Linked DNA regions of Rattus norvegicus: region 2 is linked to region 1. Evidence: chromatin contacts called from public Hi-C data. All regions are on one chromosome and are shown on one strand. The core of a region is the stretch at or near the end of the contact, and the rest is flanking DNA. Distances in the headings are between cores, read along the strand shown.

Region 1 (4,127 bases), core at 1,354-3,853:
TGCTCTACCACCTACCACCACCCCCCCCCCATGCTTTATTTTTATTTCTTGTCATATAGTCATATACCACCTGGTCTCTCTCTCTCTCTCTCTCTCTCTCTCTCTCTCTCTCTCTGTGTGTGTATCTCTGTCTTTCTGTCTTTTTCTATTTCTGTCCCTCTCTCTGCCTCTCTCTGTCTCTTTTTCTGTCTCTCTGTCTCTCTCTCTCTGTGTACGTGTATCTCCGTCTCTCTGTCTCTGTCTCTCTCTCTCCCTGCCTGCTTCTCTCTGTGTGTCTTTCTGTCTCTGCTTCTCTCTCTCTCTCTCTCTCTCTCTCTCTCTCTCTCTGTGTGTGGTGTGTGTATGTGTGCACGTATATATGTATGAGTGCTTGTATGCGTGTGCATGCGTATGTTATAATCTTCTTCTGTTGAATTGTTGAATGCAAACCTGAGGGATGTAAGGGATGTTGAGGTATTTAATCCTATAGCTCTAGGATTTATTGTGGGTGGTTTTCAAAGTCTATCGAATGATGTATAAAATAGACAACCAGAGATATATATCTCAAAAATATTAAGTGATATTGAAACAAATATGTGTGTTTGATACTAGAAAGATTGTGTCGTTGGGTAAGGGATAGCCCTTGTTCCAGTTGCTTTAAAAGGGAAAACTATGCTCATGGATTGACATTAAATAACTTCAAGAGTTATCTAGCTTCTACGGGACTTTCCAGCAGTTCTGGCTGTCCACCAATGTACAGGATGTCTTAAGATAAGATGAGGTCCTTGTGCAGGGAAACTTGGGAAAGAAACTAAAAACACCACTTGTGATGAATGTTAAAAGCCTCACTCACACTTTTAGTGGGAGAAGTCTGCTTGCTGCCCTCTAGGGGTCTGTGATGGCTACTTGGAGAACTCTTCTCTCCTGATCCTTTGGGAATAAAGTTGAGCTGTTGCTTTGCATGTCTGGCTATATTTCAGTGACACCCAGTCGACAATGTGGGTGACTTTCACACAAACTGCTAAGACCAAACTGCTAAGAAACTTGGAGGCTCATACAGTTCCCATCCCCATATTTTGTCACGTCACTGAGTATATTCAAATCCTGTAGGTTATGTTGGGTAAATAAGGACTCAGTGGTTTTGACTAATCCTGCCAAGTTAACTTCAGGTTTCTTTGTTAGATCATGCCTTGGTATGGCTGTGTGAACCATTTGGGAAAGAATTTGAGTAGAAATGTTTTATAATCTCTGTGTTAGAATGACCTCCTTTTTTTTTTCCTGTTCTAAACTAGAATCACCTCCTTCCTATTTTCCCTGCTTATGACATAAATATATGAAGAAATGCATGATGCTTAGTGAGTTGCTTCTAACTGCTCACGAATGCTTTTACTTACACCCTCAATAGTACTTTTCCAGTTGTGAAGGAAAAAAAAGTTTATCCCATAACCTTCTTGCTAACTGTGCTTGTCCATGGAATGATCCACTCGGGCTAAAGAATTGGGAAGTTGTAGACTGTTATTTTTAGGACTCTGTATCACTTCACCCCTTTTGCCAGACTGGTTCCTGGCTAACTTTCCCATGAATTTTTAACCTTTTGCTAGGCTTTGCTTATGTAACAGGAAACAGGCTGTCAGGAACAAACAAATGCCAGCATATCAGGCGCACACGTAGTAGCAAATGATTTAGTTTGCCCTTCCAGCTCTTAAAGTAGACAGATACATGCTCTCTCAATTCGGAGTCTCTGGCACTGTATCTCTCTACTTTAAAATAACACAGATTTAACTCTGGAAAGGCAAAAATCTTTCACGATGGCCACGATTTAATTCAGGTCACAGTTAAAAAAATGCGCTTATTATAGGGTGAACTTTGTGGTGGTGTCATGTCCTGGGACTGCGGATTTAAGTATATCTTCGCTTTTTCTCCGACTCTGAAGGCTGGGGTGATGTGTAAGCTTCAAGAGAGAGATGATATCGGACGTATTGAGCTGGTCCACAAGCTGGCAAGAGAGAACTGTCAGTTTTTACAGACAGACAAAAAAGAACCGGAGAAGTCGGAACAGGTAAGTCCTTTCCTCCTGGGGGTGTGGGTTTGAATGGCTGGAAAGTGGTTCTGCTTGGCTGTATGTGTGAAGGTACAAATATTTTATTGCAATTGTATGGGATTTTTACCTCTGCACAACATCCTTCTAACTAAGATAGCAGATGCCCTCAACTCTCAATCTAGTGACTTTGGAACTCAGTTTATAAGAGAACTCCTCTCAGAAGTAAGTCATGTAAAAACCAAGCTACGAATGCATATCTGTCATGACTGTGAGTTGAAAACCTCCTGGTCTTACACTGGAAATCTTGGCCATTATATAGACCAGAGAATATAGATTTTTTTTTTAGACAAATGTCCCAATGTACTTTCATATTCATCTTGGTCTTGGATCTCATCTCCAGGGAATGTACCCTGGGTCACTAGAAATAGATAAGGACAGAAAAACAGATTACAGCCGCCCTCAACGAGGGCGGGTCCGATGGAGACTCACCAGTAGCTTCTGAACGCTATGTTCCAACAAGAGTGATATTGTGTGGATACAGTGAGAGCCGGGTGGGGGGAGAGGCGGGGAGGACGAGCTGCTTGGTCCCCTGAAAGCCGTTATTCAGCTGGAGCCTGAGAGCTGAGAATGCTACCCTCAGACTGGGAAGACAATGTGGCCACTTTCTTTTGCCACATATTGTGATCTGCTGATTGTTATTTGTTAAGACTTCACTCTTGCTGTCCCCGGTGGTTCACAGAGGAGAACAGTTCTCTGTCTTTCTCTGGCTATAACTTTCCTTTCACATTTTCAGACTTTGCCAGGGGAGAAGAAACTGCTATGTGCTCTTTGAGCCCCAAGTCCATCGATACAAGTGACAGGGTTTTCCTGTGGAAGTGGTGGCTTGGGACCTCTCTGGCTGGCTGTTCAGCTTATAAACATGGGATATTTTTAATAGCTTGGCAGCTTAGCACAGTAGAAGTTGGTACCTCGAGTAGAAGGAATGATAAGATAACTTCAGAGCCTTGAGATTGAACTGTTGCAGGGCTAGCTGTGTAGTTGGAAGACTCACCGTCTGCCATTTGCTGGGTACTGCTGAGAAGTTCAAGAACTTGTTTAAGGTGTTAAAAGCATCCTTCGCTTTTAAGTTTGCCTGTGTCACAGCCTAATCCTTACCTAGTCATATTCTTGGGGTATTATCTATCTCAATGTGCAGCTTCAACTTCTCAAGCTCCTCCTCCTTTGGGCTCATTTTAATTAGGAGGTCAGCGGCTTTCATTGCCTTTTTACTTCTAGATGCATCATGAGTATTAACTATTGATGGTGTGAAAACGTGTCACAGTGCAATGATGGGTGTTCTTCCTAGTGGTCCTTTAAATGAATGCTGATTCTTATGGGTGATTGCCAATGAGATGCACGGAACCAGTGACAACTGGAAATAGGGCAGACTTGCTCAAAGCAAAATGGTATAGTCTTACTCTACAGGAACTAACCGTAGGCTTCAGGCCATGAAGAACTCTGTGCTGTTCACAGGACACCTGTATTACCTTCATTTTGTCATTATTATAATACAGAATATTATAGTTACAGCTAGTGAGATTGAGGTTCCCTGCAAAATGTAGACATCTGAAGCTAGTACTAATCACTGGTAAGGTTTTGAAAGGAGCAAGAAATTTCAAGTGTGAAGATTTGCAGTTTGGCTTATGATTATTTTGCTATTGTTGTTGTTGTTGTTGTTGTTGCCTTTAAACCTTTTGAAGTCCCTAAAACAGAACAGTAGTGGTTCTTAGTTCTCTCATGAGTGTCCCATGACTGATGCATTTACATCTCTGAAATGTTTGCATCTAAGAGGGAAAGTGTGTAAACAAACATTGGAATTACGGCTCTCCCCACACAGCCTTTCCCATCCAACTTAAAAATCTCCATCTGCAGGATGACCCCACTTGAGCCAGTCAGCAACAGAGCTGAAGCTGATGCACCTCTTCATAAAGGAATGGCTGCCTATGTGTCTTTACAGTCACTATCTAAAAATCCAAGCCTTCTGCCCTTACTTTAACCTTTCATAGCTTGAGAATCTCTTGTAACCATACTTTTGCTAAGTTGAGTGTTCATGGGCTTTAGTTTGCAA
Region 2 (4,430 bases), core at 637-3,136, 110 kb after region 1:
TGCAGAGTCAAGTCAAGGACTGTAATATGTGGCCTCTGGGGAACTTGCTTAGAGCCCTACTACTTGGTTTAGCCTCTCTATTGGCTTAGGAGGAACAGAGGCTACTATGGTTCCCAATTTCCCACCCCTCTCCACAGCAGTCCCAGAGCAAGCTCTGAGGCAGCTTCCTGAGCTCATTGGTCTTACCCATCTAGATTAGCTTTCTAGTTTCTCTCATGGCACTTGCACAACGGAGTTAAAATGCCCCCACTGGGGGTTGGGGATTTAGCTCAGTGGTAGAGCGCTTGCCTAGCAAGCACAAGGCCCTGGGTTCGGTCCCCAGCTCCGAAAAAAAGAAAAAAAGTGCCCCCACTTCCCCCCAACTCCCCAGGGAGAGGAACTTCCCAATGCCTAACCACACCTTGTCACCATTTATCTCCTGCTACTGCCTCACCAAATGTCAGATGTTGATGGGCCTGGGAAGAGAGCCAGGTGCTGCCGTGGGGTTTTCCAGCATCTTGGGAGTCTCCAGCATGAAGTAGGTAATAGGAATGCCAGGCACTCCTTGCTGGCTTTTCTCCAGAAGGATTCTGAAAGGCAGCCCCAGCTTCCGAGGCCACCCTGCCTGCCGTCATGCCCATGAGAAGTTCTGAGCTGCCAGGTCCTTCTACTCCTGTGCACCCGCAGAGTTCCTAAGGTGTCAGCATGGTTGGAGTATAATTTCTATCCAGAACCTTTGGAGAAAATCCCTGGAGTAGTCATCACCTTCTTCAGAGTCCTGATGAACCACAGTCACAGGACACACAGAGACAGCACAACTGAAGTCTCAAACACAGTCACCTGCAGGAAAGACTGGTGCCATGGCAACATTGTTGCCAAGCTCTACAGCAACAGTGACTCCCGTCAGTCTCAGAGCTCTTAAACCTGGGGTGGTGAGGTGCGGCACCATCCTTTCAAGCCCAGTTTGCAGAAATGATCTTGAACTCTGACATCCCTTGTTTGCTGTTTGGGTAGGAGAAATTCAAGATGCCATTGGTAACAAGGTGCCTCACTTGTTCCAAGTAACTTTTGAAAGGTAGTAGATAGGCTGCTTACACAGGTTCCCAAAGGCCTTAGAGAATGGGATCTAATACTGTGCTCACTGCCTTGAAGTCTATGCTACAGCTAAATCACTGGGTTTGCTCAACTTGGCCTTCCTGAGTTCAATCCTCACTTAAAAGTCATCTCAGTAACTCACACCCTGGATCTTCTTCTCAACTTCATTCCCTACAATAAAGTCCAAAGTACCCTCATACATCCAAAACAGCCCCTTCCAAAACAGAAATCTCATCACCCTTCTCTCCAGACCCCCTTCTTCAATGACACATTGTAGACAGCAAAACAGCCTCAGCTGCAGATTCTTTCTGTCCTCTGAGCACCACCTCCCAAGTCGGACAGACAGATACTCCAGTAGACCAAAATCTTGGTGCCCTATAAAACATCTATACATAGAGGGAATGTGATTCTTACTATTTTCAATGCCTATTGTCTTAGGGTTTCTGTTGCTCAGGCAAAACACCATGACCAAAAGCAGCTTGAGGAGGAAAGGGTTTAAGTCCATTAGCATAAGTCCATTTCCCTGGAAATCAAGGCAATATCTCAAGGCATGAATCTGGAGATAGGAACTGAGACAAAGTCTATGGAGACTTTGCTTCTTACTGGCTTGTTTCTCCTTGTTTACTCCTGCTCTCTTACAGTACTTAGGACTACCAGCCTGTGGGTGGTACCATCCACAGTGACCTGTGCCGGCCCATACACACACGCGCGCACACACACACACACATCCTTGAAGAAGCAACCTGGGCTTGCCCACAGGTCAATTTGGTGGAAGCATTTTCTCAACTGAGGTTCTCTATTCCAAAGTGACTCTAGCTTACACCAAACAGACATAAAACTAGCCAGCATGCCTATGGAAACTAGCAGGCACCAAATATTTGTTGAACAAGTCAATATATTTAAATATACCTGCTAGTCAAAGGTATTAAATTGTGGTATATGTATGTGTGCCTCCTCTCTCTCTCTCTCTCTCTCTCTCTCTCTCCCCCCCTCTTCCTCTCTCTCTTTCCTCTCTCTTCCTCTCTCTCTTCTTCCTCTCTCTCTCTCTCTCTCTCTCTCTCTCTCTCTCTCTGTTAGTTAAGGATCATGAGTCCTAAGATTAACCAGTTTTGAACACAGTGCAGGCCACAGAGGAGGTATGCACTGGGAGTCATTAAGAGCCCTTGTTGCTTGTGACTTTAAGCTGGTGCAGACCTAGACATGCCTTTCTAGGTTGGTTTTTTGGGGGGATTTGTTTTGTGGCTTGACTGCTGTAAGAAATAACTGATTGTATTCCTTTGTGTTCAGTTGGCCTGTGCCTGGCCTCAGAAGGAGCAGGAAGGGAAAAGGGAGGAGGCTGGAAAGGAAAGCCTCACCCCTTCCTGCTCTGCACCCTGTGCTGATTCAGCGCTCTTTCGAGGGGTGTAGTCTGCAATAAATACACAAAAGAGCCCCAGGAGCCAGCATGCCAACACACCAGGGCCTGCTGCCTCAACACAGGGCATGATATAGCAGAGAGTGGAGCAGTCCATGAAACAAGACTAAGTCTGAAATAAAAATTTTCCTCAAGGAGACTGGAGCCAAAGAATATGAGTGTTCCCAGTGCTTAGTTGCTTATAAAGGTGCTATGCAGTCATTAAACCCTGTTTACAGGGAATAGAAGGTTCTGCTTATCAGAGTACCAGGGAGAACAGAGACAAGGAAGTACAGATAGAAAAAGACACAGGCTATAACAAGTTCACACACTGAGCACACAGCAGGACACATTCGGGGCATGGCTCTCAGGGCACATCACATCACCATTGAATGTACACCACTAGGCAGAGTTCAGGACTGTTCTTGTCACTATTCCTGGGTGAGTGTGAATGCTTTCCCTTGGACACAATCTCACAGCAAACTCCCTGATCCACTGTCTCTTATAATCTTCGTGTTCCCTCTTCTGCAATGATTCCTGAGCCTTGGGTGTGAGAGTTGCTTTATAGATGTTTCCACTGATACTGGGTCCACACTCTGTAGTTTGATTGGTTGTGGTTTTCTGTAACGGTCTCCATCTGTCCCAAAGTTTCCTTAACGAAATGTGAGAACTACACTCCTCTGCGTCTATAGGGACAAATAGTTACAATGTATTTAGGGATTATGCTGGTTTAGTAAGGTTCTCCTCCAAGACCCATGATGTCACTGGCCCTGGGAAGTTGACCGGGTTTCCATCAGTAGTCATGGACTTTCCTCTTGTTCATTAGGTAGATTTTTTTTTTTTTTTTTTTGCTTTTTTCATTTTAGAAGGTTATTGTTGGTTTTGTTTGTTTGTTTGTTTCTTGCTGTTGTTTTTTTTTTTCCAGAGACAGGCTTTCTCTGTGTAGCCCTGGATGTCCTGATATTCACTATATAGACCAGGGTAGCCCAAACTTGAAATCCTTTCAGCTCTGCCTTCCAAGCACTGTGATTATGGACATGTGCAGTGTAGCCCAAGCTCTCCTCAAACTCACTTGTACCTGAAGATAAGGTTGGGTCTTGTCGGTTCCCCCTTCTACTACCTCCAAAGTCTGGGATTAAAGGTCCAGTTTGAGAAAGTTCTTGTCTACAATGTATTTACCATACCATTTGTTGGCAACATGCTCTTTGCCTCAATAGTAACTAAGACATTTGCGACATCTGGTGGACATACAGTGGTCCTGCACATAATTTAAGTGAGAAGTGTTCACAGAGTGCCTGGTTAAATCAAATGACACAAAGGGGTGCAATTCCTACAAAGTTAGCTCTGCAGCTCTACTGGGATGTGGCCCTGGAGGTTTTTCTGCTTTTCTTTTGCTTTGCTTTCCTTCCCCTCTCTCTCTCTCTCTCTCTCTCTCTCTCTCTCTCTCTCTCTCTCTCTCTCTCTCTCTCGGTAAGTAGCTGAACTAGAAAAGGTTGCCTTGGAGTTATCTGCAGGAGGATGGGTCAGGTCACCACTCACCCTCTGGAGGAATGAAGACGCCTGCCTGGCTCCCTGGAGCTGCATTTGCCCTGCAGCCTGCAAAAACCTCACTTCTGGCTGCTCCCCGACTCTAGCTACACCCTATGGAATCACATCTAGTCCATCCTGGCTGAGCAGCATTGACTTCCGGGCTCCACATAATGTCCTATCTCTGTGGAGCGATGGATGTCACAGGGGTGGTCTTCCCCTGTCTGCATTCTGTGTCTCTTCACTGAGATGACTCTTCTTTATATCCATCCAGTCCCTGGATGCTCATCATGGACCTTTGGCATGTTCTGGTGGATTCTCTCTCTCTCTCTCTCTCTCTCTCTCTCTCTCTCTCTCTCTCTCTCTCTCTTTAAAGATTTGTTTATTTATTATGTATAAGTACACTGTCGCTGTCTTCAGACACACCAGAAGAGGG

The links. Hi-C and Micro-C count contacts between places; a contact is called where the count stands out from the background.
Region 2: a Hi-C map of frontal cortex shows a contact between it and region 1, with 2.1 times the contacts expected there. The contact joins two enhancer-like sites. A contact is called at or near these places in 5 of 12 Hi-C or Micro-C datasets (Schwann cells, frontal cortex, liver and 1 more).

The regions. Positions count from the first base shown.
Region 1 is chr6:144,712,523-144,716,649 of GRCr8, forward strand. It overlaps Rapgef5 (Rap guanine nucleotide exchange factor 5), which reads left to right. Exons shown (of 26, transcript NM_001395143.1): 9 at 1,913-2,038. Among named protein-coding and RNA genes, the nearest start is that of Rapgef5, 130 kb to the left of the region's middle. Within about 2 kb of position 2,604, at least 49 of the 93 cell types and tissues checked have an H3K27ac peak or open chromatin away from gene starts, as enhancers often do.
Region 2 is chr6:144,824,520-144,828,949 of GRCr8, forward strand. No RefSeq gene overlaps it. Among named protein-coding and RNA genes, the nearest start is that of Cdca7l, 110 kb to the right of the region's middle. Within about 2 kb of position 1,887, at least 10 of the 93 cell types and tissues checked have an H3K27ac peak or open chromatin away from gene starts, as enhancers often do.